Regions from separate parts of the Bos taurus genome. Here region 2 is linked to region 1. Evidence: chromatin contacts called from public Hi-C data. All regions are on one chromosome and are shown on one strand. The core of a region is the stretch at or near the end of the contact, and the rest is flanking DNA. Distances in the headings are between cores, read along the strand shown. Region 1 overlaps MROH9 (maestro heat like repeat family member 9). Region 2 has its middle 10 kb from the start of FMO4.

Region 1 (7,809 bases), core at 601-3,100:
CCTGGCATGCTGCGGTCCATGGGGTTGCAAAGAGTTGGACACAACTGAGCAACTGAACTGAAATTTGGATAACTAAGATGGAATTAAAAGATGCTTACTCCTTGGAAAAAAAGTTATGACCAACCTAGATAGCATATTGAAAAGCAGAGACATGACTTTGCCAACAAAGGTCCGTCTAGTCAAGGCTATGGTTTTTCCAATGGTCATGTATGGATGTCAGAGTTGGACTGTGAAGAAAGCTGAGTGCTGAAGAATTGAAGCTTTTGAACTGTGGTGTTGGAGAAGACTCTTGAGAGTCCCTTGGACTGCAAGGAGATCCAACCAGTCCATTCTGAAGGAGATCAGCCCTGGGATTTCTTTGGAGGGAATGATGCTGAAGCTGAAACTCCAGTACTTTGGCCACCTCATGCGAAGAGTTGACTCATTGGAAAAGACTCTGATGCTGAGAGAGATTGGGGGCAGGAGGAGAAGGGGATGACAGAGGATGAGATGACTGGATGGCATCACTGACTCGATGGACGTGAGTCTGAGTGAACTCCGGGAGTTGGTAATGGACAGGGAGGCCTGGCATGCTGCAATTCATGGGGTCGCAAAGAGTTGGACACGACTGAGTGACTGAACTGAACTGAACTGATAGGATCCTAAGTTTTAGAAATATACCGCTATTGTCAGTCATTTCGGAGTAGAACTGAAATAGTCACAACAGAAGAGATCACTCAGATATAAGCTACATGAGGAAATGAATCACTAATGCTTAGAACATTACTGCACATATAGTAGGCACTCATTTACTAGATTAATGTATGAAAAATGCATATGAATATAATTTAAGATACAAATAAAAGGTACTGTGTGCATTCTCCATGGTTATAAAATCCAACCAGCTTGACAAACTTTATCTATTTGTTGTTTTGCCAAATTTTGCCAATTTAGTATGTCATCTGTCTCAGCACACTGGCAATATATGTGTGTGAGTGTGAGTGTGTGTGTGTGTGTGTGTGTGAGTGTATAATGAAAGTTGTTCAGTCATGCCCAACTCTTTGTGATCCCATGGACCGTAGCACGCCTGGCTCCTCTGTCCATGGAATTTTCCAGGCAAGAATACCGAAGTGGGTAGCCATTCCCTTCTCCAGGGAATCTACTTGACCCAGGGATCAAACCCAGGTCTCCTAAATTCTTCACCATCTGAGCCACCAGGGAAGCCCATATGTATAATAGTGAAATCAACTATTTATATGTCTGCCTCCTGTGCTAGACTCTGTAGTCTATGTCTTACAAATCTTTGTATCATCAGCATCTGGCTCAGTGACTGACACATGGTCAGACCTATGAAATATTTGTTGAACTAGCCAGCTATGATTTGAATAAGACAATTAACATCTTTAATCATTTTTTGCCTAAAAATAAAATAAGCGTTCTCAGTGCCATCAGTACTTCCACATAGAAGCATCTGGGAATGTGTGGGGACAGGGTTTTTTGTTACCCTAATGCCAGAGATGTATTACTGGCATTATCGACTGGGTACCAGGCAAGCTAAATATACTGCAGTCACTAAGATAATCCCTCACATTGAAGCATCATCCTGCCCAAAATGTCATAGTGAGGCCACTCAGAATTTTAATCCTTAATGTCCTTTCAAGTTTTAAAATCCTAAGTGGAAACTAAATTTTGAAAATTATTGCTTTAAAATGCAGACATGAGTATCCAGTTAACAGCAGCCAAGAAGCTTACTGTTTTGTCTCCTATTGCCTTTTGGGTTTGTTCCCAGGTGGCGTATTTCTCTCAAGTACAGTATGTGGACTCTATGAGTGAAATGTCTAAACTTTTCTGGTATGAACGTCAAACTCATGCCCCTATTCCTCACAGATCCAAAACCATCTTAGGAAATCCTTTTGGCTCTTGTACATCAACCTGGTTCCAAGTGAGAGGATCTGGGAGATGGAATAGGGCCAAAAGGCTCTCTTATTCTCCCAGCTGCCCCCCAAATTTATCAAAGCCACCAAGACAATGAATCTCCTTCTAATGAGTCATAAAAATGATACTTCTTATTCCTCAGACCTCCTGCTCTAGATGGAAGGCCGGTGGTATTTCCTGTGGCTTATCTTGTGGTGACTTGTGGTTACTTGTAACTTGTGCAACTGATGGGAACTCAGATGCAAGATATACTCTTTTTTATTTAGTTCTTTCATCACAACCCTTTGATTTTCCTGCTTCTGGGGTAATATTAACAGTGTGTGCAATAGCAACCTTGCCCTTTTGTAAAAGAATACTAGGTGGAGGAACCATTCAGCAGGTATGGTTACATACAACTTCCAAGTCTATGTTTCTCAACAGTGCGTCCAAGGGTCAAAAAACTCCGTAAGTCACAGCCAAACTTTGTCACAGGCTCCTGTTTCAATTTTACCTATCTGTTAGCTCCCAGCTGAAATCTTTTATTACCTAAGTTCTAGAACTTTTTGGTTTTATTATTTTTCTGATTAAAAAAATTTAGCTGTTTTATTTGTTAAATTTTGTTTATATATTTAGTCTTAGCTAAATTTAGTTTTAGCTCTTTCATCCATTCATGTGTAATTACTCCCCAAGGTAAAGTATATGGTATATATCCACTCACAGTTTTCTTCCTAAATAAATGCTATTATACATTACATCAATTCTCATCACCATGTTTCTCATAGTCATTCTCTTTCCTTAATTACCAAGCTCTGGGAAACCAAAGTCACTTGGGATATGCCCCTCTTCTCTCTCCAGGCCCATATCGTGTGATGGTTCTAATAGGAAACTACAGCTTACATCTGGTTCTTACTTCAAGATCATTCCAAATAAAACTGTCCATCTAGTCCCTTAAATAAGACATCTTGGGGGACTAGTGACTAATCATCCCATGTTCCCACATAGTTGTGCTGTCATACATTTGGTATCTTTTTAATTATGGGGGATACTATGACTTAGTAATGGCCATCAAAGGCCTTAACACAGTCAAACAAATTGTAACTGAGCTTATAACCCTAACCAACATCAAAACCAAAAGGGGTTAATTAGCCAATACTTGTAGGACATAAAAATGTAATTATGAACTCGTATACTTATTATCATCAAACAAAATTATTTTAACAAACCCTCTTAACCCTCATAGACCTTTACCTATACATGTTATACAGGTACGCCCCTACCCACTTTTCAAAATTTTGTTTTATGCCACTTTACCTTTACAGAAGACCTACATTGTTACCTGCTTTCACTATCTAAAAGAAATACAAAGAAGATTTTCACTTTTATGAAAAAAAGTGAAAAGTAAAAATTGCATTCAATGTTTGTTTTGCAGGAATCCTTATAGAGGCAGCATATGCCCTGAGAGGGAGAATGGCCCCACCGAGCTCCTTCCCTGGATACTACATTCAGCATAGCATTAAGCCACCACACCTTTCAACTGTGTCTATAAGCATTTGTGCTTCATCTCTATTTATTACATCTGGAGCATCCACTATCAATTGCTTCTTCCTTTTAAACCACTGGCTTACAAAAGTTTTCATAAGAATGTTCTGCTTTTGAAAGTGGTGGTGGTGGTTTAGTTGCTAAGTCATGTCAGACTCTTGCAACCCACATCTCCTGTGTCTCCTACATTGGCAGGTGGATTATTTACCATGGAGCCACCTAGGAAGCCTCACAACAATTCATACAAAGCCTACATAATTTTAATTGTCTCATAATTTATAGCATATATCCTCCAATTATATATAATCTCAACCAACCATGCTCTAACCTAACTCCCAATTAAATGAGATTTTAAAACACTAAAATGTTTCAAAAAATTAAATTTCATGGACTAAAATTTTTTTAATTCTTTAATAGATTTAAACCTACATCTGAAAGTTCTTCATCCACATACTGTTGAAGCCTAGCTTAGAGGATTTTGAGTACTACCTTACTAGCATGTGAAACTAATGCAATTGTGCAGTAGTTTGAACATTCTTTGACATTGCCCTTCTGTGGGATTGGAATGAAAACTGACCTTTTCCAGTCCTGCAGCCACTGCTGAGTTTTCCAAATTTGCTGGAATATTGAGTTCAGCACTTTAACAGCATCCTCTTTTAGGATTTGAAATAGCTCAGTTGGAATTCCATCACCTTCAGTAGTTTTTTTGTTCATAGTGATGTTCCCTAAGGCCTGCTTGATCTCACACTCCAGGATGTCTGGCTCTAGGTGAGTGATCATACCATCATGGTTATCTGGGTCATTTATACCTTCTTTGTACAATTCTTCTGTGTATTCTTGCCACCTCTTCTTAATCTCTTTTGTTTCTGTTAGGTCCTTGCCATTTCTGTCCTTTATTGTGCCCATCTTTGCATGAAATGTTCCCTTGGTATCTCTAATTTTCTTGAAGAGGCCTCTAGTCTTTCCCATCCTATTGTTTTCTTCTATTTCTTTGCATTGTATATGTGCTAATATACAATATTTTTTTGACTTACTTCACTCTGTATCAGTTCAGTTCAGTTCAGTTTAGTTGCTCAGTCATGTCTGACTCCTTGCGACCCCATGAATCACAGCATGCCAGGCCTCCCTGTCCATCACCAACTCCCGGAGTTCACTCAGACTCACATCCATGGAGTCAGTGATGCCATCCAACCATCTCATCCTCTGTCGTCCCCTTCTCCTCCTGCCCCCAATCCCAGCATCAGGGTCTTTTCCAATGAGTCAACTCTTTGCATGCGGTGGCCAGAGTACTGGAGTTTCAGCTTCAGCATCAGTCCTTCCAATGAACACCCAGGACTAATCTCCTTCAGAATGGACTGGTTGGATCTCCTTGCAGTCCAGGGACTCTCAAGAGTCTTCTCCAACACTACAGTTCAAAAGCATCAATTCTTCTGTGTTCAGCTTTCTTCACAGTCCAACTCTCACATCCATACATGACTACTGGAAAAACCATAGCCTTGACTAGACGGACCTTTGTTGGCAAAGTAATGTCTCTGCTTTTGAATATGCTATCTAGGTTGGTCATAACTTTCCTTCCAAGGAGTAAGCGTCTTTTAATTTCATGGCTGCAATCAGCATCTGCAGTGATTAGCAGACTCTAAATCCATCCGCATATCTACAAATGACCCAGTTTTGTTCCTTTTTATGGCTGAGTTTTATTCCATTTTGTATATGTACCACACCTTATTTATCTGTTCATCTGTTGATGGACATTTAGATTGCTTCCATGTCCTGGCTATGTACCCAATGTTCATTGCAACACTATTTACAATAGGAATTGGTCAAATAAAATCTTGCTGTAATTATGTCAAAGAATGTTTTTCCTATGCTTTCCTCTATGAGTTTTATAGTGTCCTGTCTTACATTTAGATCTTTAATCCATTTTAAATTTGTTATTGTGTATGGTGTTTTTTTATACTTCCCTGGTGGCTCAAATGGTAAAGCATCTGTCTACATTGCAGGAGACCCAGGTTCGATCCCTGGGTTGGGAAGATCCCTTGGAGAAGGAAATGGCAATCCACTCCAGTACTACTGCCTGGAAAATTCCATGGACAGAGGAGCCTGGTAGGCTACAGTCCATGGGGTCTCAAAGAGTTGGACACAACTGACTTCACGTTCATCGTGTTTTTTATTCTTCAATTTGCTTACATGGAGTATCACATTGATTGATTTGCATATATTGAAGAACTCTTGCATCCTTAGGATAAATCCCATTTGATCATGGTGTAGGATCCTTTTAAACTATCGTCAGATTTGGTTTGCTGGTATTAAGTTGAGGAATTTTGCGTCTATGTTCATCAGTGACATTGGCCTGTAATTGTCTTTTTTAATGGTATCTTTACCAGGTTTTCCTGTCAAGGTGATGGTGGCCTCATAGAATGAACTTGGGAGTGTTCCTTTCTCTGCAATGTTTTGGAAGAGTTTCAGATGGATAAGTGTTAACTCTTCTCTAAATGTTTGATAGAATTCATCTGCGAAGCCATCTGGTTTTGACTTCTGACATCTGGTTTGACGTTTGTTGGAAGTTTTTAAATTACACTTTCAATTTCAGTACTTGTGATTGGCTTGTTCATATTTTCTATTTCTTCCTGGTTCAGTCTTGGAAGGTTGTACCTTTCTAAGAATCTGTCCATTACTTCTGGGTTGTCCAGTTTATTGGCATACAGCTGCTTGTAGCAGTCTCTATGATCCTTTTTATTTCTGTGGTGTCAGTTGTAACTTCTTTTTGATTGCTAATTTTATTTGAGTCCTCTCTTTTTTTGGTTTGAGTCCTCTCTTTTTTTGGCTCATCTGGCTAAAGGTTTATCAATTTTGTTTATCTTCTCAAAGAATCAGTATTCAGTTTCATTGATCTTTGCTATTATTTTCTTGGTCTCTATTTTATTTATTTCTGCTCTGATCTTTATGACTTCTTTCCTTCTACTAACTGGGTCTTGTCTCTCTGGTGGGCAGGACCATGTCAAGGGTGTGTTTATAGGTGACTGTGAGCCTAGTTTGGTTTGAGGCACCCTGTCTGCTGAGGGGTAGGTCTGTGTTTCTATCCTGCTGGGTTTTTGGCCTGAGGCGTTCTCGCTCTGGCGCCTATATGCTCTTGGGTAGAGCAAGGTCTTGATGACAAAATGCTGACCTCAGGAAGACCTCATGTTGATCAATATCCTCTAGGACCTCTGCCACCAGTGTTCTTGCCACCTCAGTGAGAAGCAGCTGACACCTTCCTCCCTCTGAAGATCCTCCAAGATTCATAAGGAAGTCCAGTCCTGGCTCCTATGGATTTTCTGCTTTGTGCTGGGTCCCAGTGCATGTGAAACCTTATGTACACCCTCCAAGAATGGCATCTTCGTTTCCTCAGACCTATGGAGCTCCTGCACTCAAGCCCCACTGGTCTTTCAAGTCAAATGTTTTGGGTATTTCTTCTTCTAATGCCAGACCCTCAGGCTGGAGAGCCTAGTGTGGGGTTCAGGGCTCATTCTTGTGGGAGAACTTCTGTGATATAATTATTTTCCAGTTTATGTGTTATCCACTTGTCAGATATAGGATTTATGTCATGAAAGTTCCCCCTCCTGCCATCTCACTGTGTCTTTTTCTTTGACTTTGAATGTAAAATATCTTGGTCAGTAGGTTCCAGTCTAAACAATTGATGATTGTTTAGCAGTTAGTTGTGATTTTGGTGTTTTCTCAAGAGAAGGTGAACTCAAGTCCTTCTACTTCACCCTCTTTTCCAAAACCAAGGAGCTGCTTTTACTTTGGATGTTTGCTGTCTCCTTCCTCCATGTGTTGGCCATGATCCCCTTGATATGAGATGTGTAGGTACAGTGGCCTTTGCACACTTCTACAATAGCAGGGGCATAGCCCAGCACCTGTTCACAGTTTCCCTAGGGCTGGCACTCTCCATGTCCTCCTGGAAGAGTAGGGGCAGGGCCTGGTACCTGATCATGGATTTCCTAGGGACAGGGATTATCTTCACCCACCCACCCCCAGACAAAGAGGGCAGTGCCTGGAGCCTACTCCCAGATTTCCTAAGTGCTGGTGCTCTCTGTGCCCTCCCAGGACAGCAAGGGCAGGGCCATCTGTAGTGGCAGCCAGTGCCTACATCTGGAGCTCACAATGGCAGCACTGACTCAAGCCTGCCTCCAGAGTTTCTGTAGGTAGTATCTTGTTGCCCAGGAGCACTCACAAGGAAAAAGGATCTTCTGGTGGTCTCACCCCTCTCCTCACGTGCTCCGAATTAATGGTGCCTTGCACCTTGGCAAGTCCGGGGTTCTGAGTATACACTCAGTTGCCACAGCCCAGCCTCTTCAGGCTGTTTCCACACAGTCAGTCCTGGTCCTCTCCCTGGGT
Region 2 (7,714 bases), core at 233-2,732, 220 kb after region 1:
CCTCATGAAGTTGGCTGGGAAAGTTGGGTACCCAGGATGAAGCATGGCAAGGTAAACTATCCAGGCAACCATGGGGCAAACTATGGGATCACAAGCTGCCACCTGAATCTAATCTCATCTGCTGAACACATTGTGCCAAGGGACTGAATACACAAACAGATTATTGCCAAACCATCTACAACAATAGAACTCTGACCCATACCTCTGCAGCAATCAGATTAGAACATTCAGGACCAGGACTTGGTCACAATAGAACTCTGACCCATAACCTCTGCAGCAATCAGATTAGAACATTCAGGACCAGGACTTGGTCAATAAGTGCCAGCTTCTCTAACTCTTGCCCTAGTTCCAACTCATGAACAACAAAGAAAATCAAATATAATCCCCAAACACAGGCACATGTGATGCCCTGCTTCTCATTAACCCGCCTTCACCTTTCCCATGCAAACAATCTCCAATAAGAGTATGTCTGAATGCCTCTCATTTTCTAATTTTTTTAAAAAAATTCCCCTTCCTGCCTTTGAATCTCTGCCAAATGTAATGATGGTAGCTGAATTTCTTACTATGGCAAGCTCTGTCTTCATGGGGAGGTCAGTACTACACAATTTAACAAGAAACAGACAAGGAAATATCAGTTGATTACTCCAAAGTTGTTGTTGTTTGTGGTTTAGTTGCTAAGTCGTGTCCAACTCTTTTGCAACCCCCTGGACCGTAGCCTGCCAGGCTTCTTTGTCCATGGGATTTCCCAGGCAAGAATACCCAAGTGGGTTGCCATTTCCTTCTCCAGGGGATCTTCCCATCCCAGGGATTGAACCCGTATCTCCGACATTGGCAGGCGGATTCTTTACCACTGAGTCACCTGGGAAGCCCCTAGTCCAAGGTAACAGAGCTAATAAGTGGCTGAGTGAAGACATGGATCTGCAAAACATACATCCAGGGATCTTCTTAACTCCAGCATTTAAGCTTGTGGTTTCCAATGTAAAAAATGACTTCAGAATTCTTAATAGTGATATCATGAAAATCATATTACAAGGATATTGCTCCATGAAAGCATCCATATGTCTCCCTTCCTCACTCTGCCTGAGTGTGTGTACAGACCTGCCTCTCTATCCAAGCACATCTGCCCTGTTGTGTCTTGGATCTTGCAGCTAATTTCCTCCATGTAGACCACTATGTTTCTGAATCTCCACATGCATCTTTTTCACTGTTCATTCCTCCCTCTTCTCTGACCATGGCTATTCTAGACCTACTCTGTGGCCATAGTGTAGAACAAGTTCAATAGGAAGAAGAGGTCTCATTCTTCACCTTGGAATTAGTCCATAAATCATACTGGGAAACAGCTGTCAATTATAGTTTTACAGAGTTTCCAAACAAGTCTCAGAATCAAAATTAGATAACCTTGAAAGGAGTGCTCTTGACAATGCTTACTCATTTATTTAACTATGAAAGAAGAAAACAAATATTTATTGAGTACTGTTTATTTTTAAACTGTGCAATTCTACATCAGTTCAGTTTAGTCACTCAGTCATGTCCAACTCTTTGCAACCCCATGGGCTTTCCTGTCCATCATCAACTTCTGGAGCTTACTCAAATGCATGTCCATCAAGTCAGTGGTCAGTGATGCCATCCAACCATCTCATCCTCTGTCGTCCCCTTCTCCTCCTGCCCTCAATCCCTCCCAGCATCAGGGTCTTCAAATTAGTCAGCTTTTCACATCAGGTGGCCAAAGTATTGGAGTTTCAGCTTCAACATCAGTCCTTCCAATGAACACCCAGGACTGATCTCCTTTAGGATGGACTGGTTGTATCTCCTTACAGTCCAAGGGACTCTCAAGAGTCTTCTCCAACACCACAGTTCAAAAACATCAATTCTTCTGCACTCAGCTTTCTTCACAGTCCGACTCTCACATCCATACATGAACACTACAAAAACCATAGGCTTGACTAGACAGACCTTTGTTGACAAAGTGATGTCTCTGCTTTTTAATATGCTGTCTAGGTTGGTCATAACTTTCCTTCCAAGGAGTAAGCATTTTTTAACTTCATGGCTGCAATCACCATCTGCAGTGACTTTGGAGCCCAGAAAAATTCTACATAATTGCCAATTTAATTCTATATAATTACCTATTGAGATACATTTTTTCAATTACTGATTGAAACACAACCCATGCATAAAAACAAATGAATTTAGTTACTGTTGCCCTAATAGTCCAGGAGCCAGCAAGGAGAATGAAGACAGAACACAAAATCTGATGCAATGGGTCAGGGGACCTCTGAGTGTGCAAAGTCCACTCTGAGTCCAGCTTTTATTCCTAATTGCTGACTACAAGACTTTCTCAGAACTTACCTTTCTCAAGACACATGCTGTGTTGTTGATCACCTACTCCTAAATGTCATGGACCACACTGACATAGTCCAGATCTCTTTGTGTTTGCCCCAGGCTATTCCCTTCTGGGCTAGCCTTGGGAACAATTAGCAAGTAGGCAGTGTTCATGTCTGATACCAACCCGGTGTTCCAACGTCCATGCTTTCACGATCCCAGTCATACTCCCTTCTGGATCTGGCCTTGGGGTTTGTAACAAGGCAATTATTCTTAAGAAAAACATGAAAGATAATCATTAACATAATTTCTTAATATATGCTGTTTTCCCAGGTGCTATTTCTGTGAAATTTCTCAAGGCTGTGAAAGTACATTATAAGGAATTCCCACTACAAGTTAGGTCCCAGAAACCTAGCAAAAGGGAAAATATATTAAACACTTTGGCCTCCGGCACATCCTTTAAATCAGAAAGACTGGTAAGGCATTTCAACTCAAGGGTAATTTTACATTGTCAGAAATTCTTTTTAGTGTACACAAATAGTACCCCCTACTGGACCTATCTTTTTTTACAGTCCAACTCTCCAGATCTTTCAATACACCCTGCTGTAGGGGCTGCTTAGAGAACTGAAATGAGTGCAGAAGTCCTGCCATTTACTAGCTGTGTGAACCAGAGCAAGTAATGTACTTTTCTGAAGCTACAGTTTTCTTTCCTATTGCATAGAAGTTATAACACATCCTACCTTGTAGAGTCTCATAAGGATTAAATAGTGTAATCCACCATTCCAGAAAGAATGAAGAGATGGAGTCAAAGCAAAAACAACACCCAGTTGTGGATGTGACTGGTGATAGAAGCAAAGTCTGATGCTGTGAAGAGCAGTATTGCATAGGAACCTGAAATGTTAGGTCCATGAATCAAGGCAAATGGTAAGCGGTCAAACAGCAGATGGCAAGAGTGACATTGACATTTTAGGAATCAGCGAACTAAAATGGACTGGAATTGGTGAATTTAACTCAGATGACCATTATATCTACTACCATGGGCAAGAATCCCTTAAAAGAAATGGAGTAGCCATCATAGTCAACAAAAGAGTCCAAAATGCAGTACTTAAATGCAATCTCAAAAACAACAGAATGATCTCTGTTCGTTTCCAAGGCAAACCATTCAGTATTACAGTAACCCAAGTCTATGACCCAACCAATAATGCTGAAGAAGCTGAAGTTGAACAGTTCTATGAAGACCTACAAGACCTTCTAGAACTAACACCCCCAAAAGTTGTCCTTTTCATTATAGGGGACTGGAATGCAAAAGTAGGAAGTCAAGAAACACCTGGAGTTAACAAGCAAATTTGGCTTTGGAGTATGGAATGAAGCAGGGCAAAGACTAATAGAGTTTTGCCAAGAGAAGGCACTGGTCACAGCAAACACCCTCTCACAACAACACAAGAGAAGACTCTACACATGGACATCACCAGATGGTCAACACTGAAATCAGATTGATTATATTCTTTGCAGCCAAAGATGGAGAAGCTCTATACAGTCAACAAAAACAAAACCAGGAGCTGACTGTGGCTCAGATCATGAACTCCTTATTGCCAAATTCAGACTTAAATTGAAGAAAGTGGGGAAAACCACTAGACCATTCAGGTATGACCTAAATCAAATCCCTTACGCTTATACAGTGGAAGTGACAAATAGATTCAAAGGATTAGATCTGATAGACAGAGTGCCTGATGAACTACGGATGGAAGTTCGTGACATTGTACAGGAGACAGGGATCAAGACCATCCCCAAGAAAAAGAATGCAAAAAGGCAAAATGGTTGTCTGGGGAGGCCTTACAAACCACTATGAAAAGAAAGACGTGAAAAGCAAGGAGAAAAGGAAAGATATACCCATTTGAATGCAGAGTTCCAAAGAATAGCAAGGAGAGATAAGAAAGCCTTCCTCAGTGATCAATGCAAAGAAACAGAGCCTATTTACTGTACCTAACGTACAGTAAATACTCACATAAAGGTAAGTATTAATAAAATCACAGACTCTGTTCCTTATCTTCCCCCTTTCCTCACTGCCTAGTTCAGGCCCATTTCATTTCCTGTCTAGGTTACTGATTCCTGTTCCATTGGTCCCCCTGGCCCCATCTCCCTGCCTTCCCCCATAGAATAATGTGAGGGTCTCCCCATTCCCTGTAGTGATCATTGTAAGAGGATATCAATTAAAGAAAGAGCTTCTGTGTTCTCCCAGTCCTAGTGAAAGTTGCTCAGTTGTGTCTGCCTCTTTGTGACCCCATGGACTGTAGCCCACCAAGCTCCTCTGTCCATAGGATTTCCCAGGCAAGATTACTAGAGTGGGTAGCAGTTCCCTTCTCTAGGGGATCTTTCCAACCCAGGGATTGAACCCAGGTTTCCTGCACTGCAGGCAGATTCTTTACCATCTAAAGTACCAGGGAAGCCCATTCCTAGTGCCTACTCCCAATCACTGCTTCCCAGTGTAGACAGTTTCACATGAAAACTGTGACAACTAAGAAAAACAACACCCCCACAGTTGTCCTGTCCTTAACACAGTATATCATTATTTTAAAACAGTCTCTAACTTCAGAGCATTTTGATTTTTTTTAAAAGTCTACACTTACTCCTTTCTCTTAAAAAAAAAAAAAAAACTTGCTAGATAATTAAAAATAGATATCAAACTTTAGGGCAAAAGGGAAAATATAATGAGACAACTAGCTTGTATCAATAGGATAAGACTACGGAGCACATTTTCCTACAGAGTAAAAGTTATACTATCTAACTATGTCATATTTTTATTTCTGGCATCTGTTTTCATGGAAGTGCCAGCAGACTTATAAAGAGTGTAACTATGATTAGTCATGGCTGGATTAGTAAACAGTGAAGGAGCAAGAGCAGTATGTGAATAGAGAAAGAAACTAAGCCTCGGATTTCCCTGGTGGCTCAGTGGATAAAAATCCGCCTGCCAATGCAGGGATCACGAGTTCAATCCCTGCTGCAGGAAGATTCCATGTGCCCCAGAGAAACTAAACCCACAAGCCACAACTACTGAGCCTGCACACCTAGAGCCTGTGCTCCGCAACAAGAGAAGCTACTGCAATGAGAAGTCTGTGCACCTTTGCTGTGTCCAGCACAGCAGCTAGGGATCAAAAGTGGTCAACGCACAATTTGGGAAAAAGAAACTAGAGACAGAATTAAAATTTTAAAGATGGGACCGGGCAACTCAAGACCTCTTGGGTCAAGAGCCCTATTCCTCAGAGCCACATCACTTTTATTTAGTGTCTTGGCAAGCAGAAAGTATCTGTTGTGTTACGATGAAGTTAGCCTCCTGTGTCCCCAGTCATGACTCCCATTTTATTAATTACTTTAAACTGTCTTTTATTTTCTTGTACAAGGGCTATCACCTATCTGGAGGTAGACCCGCATATGCCTTGGGAAAACATCTTAGTGTGTGCATAGGCAGTGTTCTGAACTTGTGCTGACCAGCGTTCCAAGGTCCACACTATGTTCTTCCTTAGCTTAGCAGGGCATGATGACCCCAACTGATCAACCCAATGTACTTTTATTTGGGTTATGCTCTATTGCTATATTTTGCTTATATTCTTTTCCCATGGAGATTTTCTCATGCCTTAGCCAGAGCAACAGGTGGCTATTAACCCCTGTGCACCACAACAAAGAGTAGCCCCTGCTCATCACAACCAGAGAAAGCCCACACAAAAAAGCAACAAAGACCCACAAAGCCAAAAATAAAAGAATAAATTTAAAAAAAATTTTTTTTAAAAATCTAAGCCTCAACATCAGCAGAGGAGAACACATCACCAAAATCCTCTTCTGTAAAAGCTATCCTACAAAACCTAGACAAAAGGAGACATCTCAGAACATTAGAGGAGGGTGGTGATTGTGAAATGTAAATGTTATTAAACATAGGTTGGGGCAACTTGGTAGTGTTCACCAAAATGTTAAATGCACATATTCTTTGGCACAGCAATGACACATCTTAGACTCTATCCTATAGAAATGGTCATGTGTACAAAGATGTTTATTGCATTGCTTGTAACAATGACAAAGAGAAATAGTGTCAGCAGTGGAATGGTTAAATAAATTGGGGTGCATCCTAACTGCAAGAAACAAAAACTCAACTCCAACCAGTATAACAAGAAAACATAGTGGCTCATCTAACTGGAGTCTAGAGGTAACGTGGGCTTCAGGATTGCCCGATCCAGTGGCTCTAGTGCCATTTCTCCAGTTTCCTTGGCTTTGCGCTTCTGCCTTGACTCAGCTCATCCTTAGCATGCTAAGAAAACAGCTGCTGCAATTCCAGACTAAAACCTGTAGAAAAAGAAAGAATTGCCTCCAGAATTCCTTCAGAAGCAGAATATGGCAGACAGTAACTTGTACTTTAAAAGTCTGTTTACCTCTTCTTCCTGGTCACATGGCTGCCTAAGTAGGGACAACCTTTCCCTGTCTTTCTTGCAGCTGGTGTGGCCATGTGATCATTTTCTTGTGAATGAAAATTATGCTTGTGGTTTCTCCTTCAATTACTTAAAAGGGAATTGCTTACTCTGGACTTCCTCACTCTCTCCTTTCTGAGAGCTGTATCATGGTCTTGGCAGCAACCCAGTTTCAACCATGCAAAGTCCTCAGAGATGACAGAATAACAAGAGTGACTCAGGCAAGAAAGCCTCCTTACCAGCCTAGAGTGGGCAAATGGTTGCATGGCAGAGAAATAAAATTTTGTCTTATTTGTTCCATTGTATTTAAGAGTCTCTGCTACATCAGCTTCCCTTGGCACTGTAGAAACAAATTAAAATCTCCAGTGCATCTCTCCTCGTGTTTCAAGTCCTCACATATAAACTGCATCAAAGCCTCCTTCTAATCATGTGCTAGGGGGATGGGATTCTCCTTTGGTTAAAAGACCCACACACAGAGCTGTGGGTGAGGTCAGCTGTCTCCAAGAGGCTCAGAGCAGCATGGAGAAGCTGTGAATTAACCTCTGACTCAATGCCTCTCTCTTTCCCGTGACTCCTGTCATAATTCTCAGTGATTTCAAAATCAGATATACCGTCCTTCCACGTCATGTCCAATCAGCTCCTTAACCTAGCTCCCTCTAACAATCTTATCCTCCACCTGTCTCAATCACCTACTACTATACCTGGATGCATGCTAAGTCACTTCACTCTTTGGGACCCTATGGACTATAGTCTGCTAGGCTCCTCTGTCCATGGGATTCTCCAGGCAAGAATACTGGAGGAGATGCTATGCCCTCCTCCCGGGGATCTTCCCAACCCAGGGATTGAACCTGCTGGTTTAGCTGCAGCTCCTGCACTGCAGACAGAGTCTTTATCACCGAGCCACCAGGGAAGCCCACATAGTACTATGTTTATATGCAAAA

What was found. A called contact is a pair of places that touch in the nucleus more often than the background predicts.
Region 2: a contact with region 1 is called in a Hi-C map of liver, with 3 times the contacts expected there. The contact joins two enhancer-like sites. A contact is called at or near these places in 2 of 11 Hi-C or Micro-C datasets (liver and skeletal muscle).

The regions. Positions count from the first base shown.
Region 1 is chr16:38,636,026-38,643,834 of ARS-UCD2.0, forward strand. All of the region lies in intron 20 of MROH9 (maestro heat like repeat family member 9), which reads left to right. Among named protein-coding and RNA genes, the nearest start is that of TRNAE-UUC, 8.2 kb to the right of the region's middle. Within about 2 kb of position 1,851, at least 2 of the 102 cell types and tissues checked have an H3K27ac peak or open chromatin away from gene starts, as enhancers often do. A contact at or near this core is called in liver, where this site is marked.
Region 2 is chr16:38,851,404-38,859,117 of ARS-UCD2.0, forward strand. No RefSeq gene overlaps it. Among named protein-coding and RNA genes, the nearest start is that of FMO4, 10 kb to the right of the region's middle. Within about 2 kb of position 1,483, at least 4 of the 102 cell types and tissues checked have an H3K27ac peak or open chromatin away from gene starts, as enhancers often do. A contact at or near this core is called in liver, where this site is marked.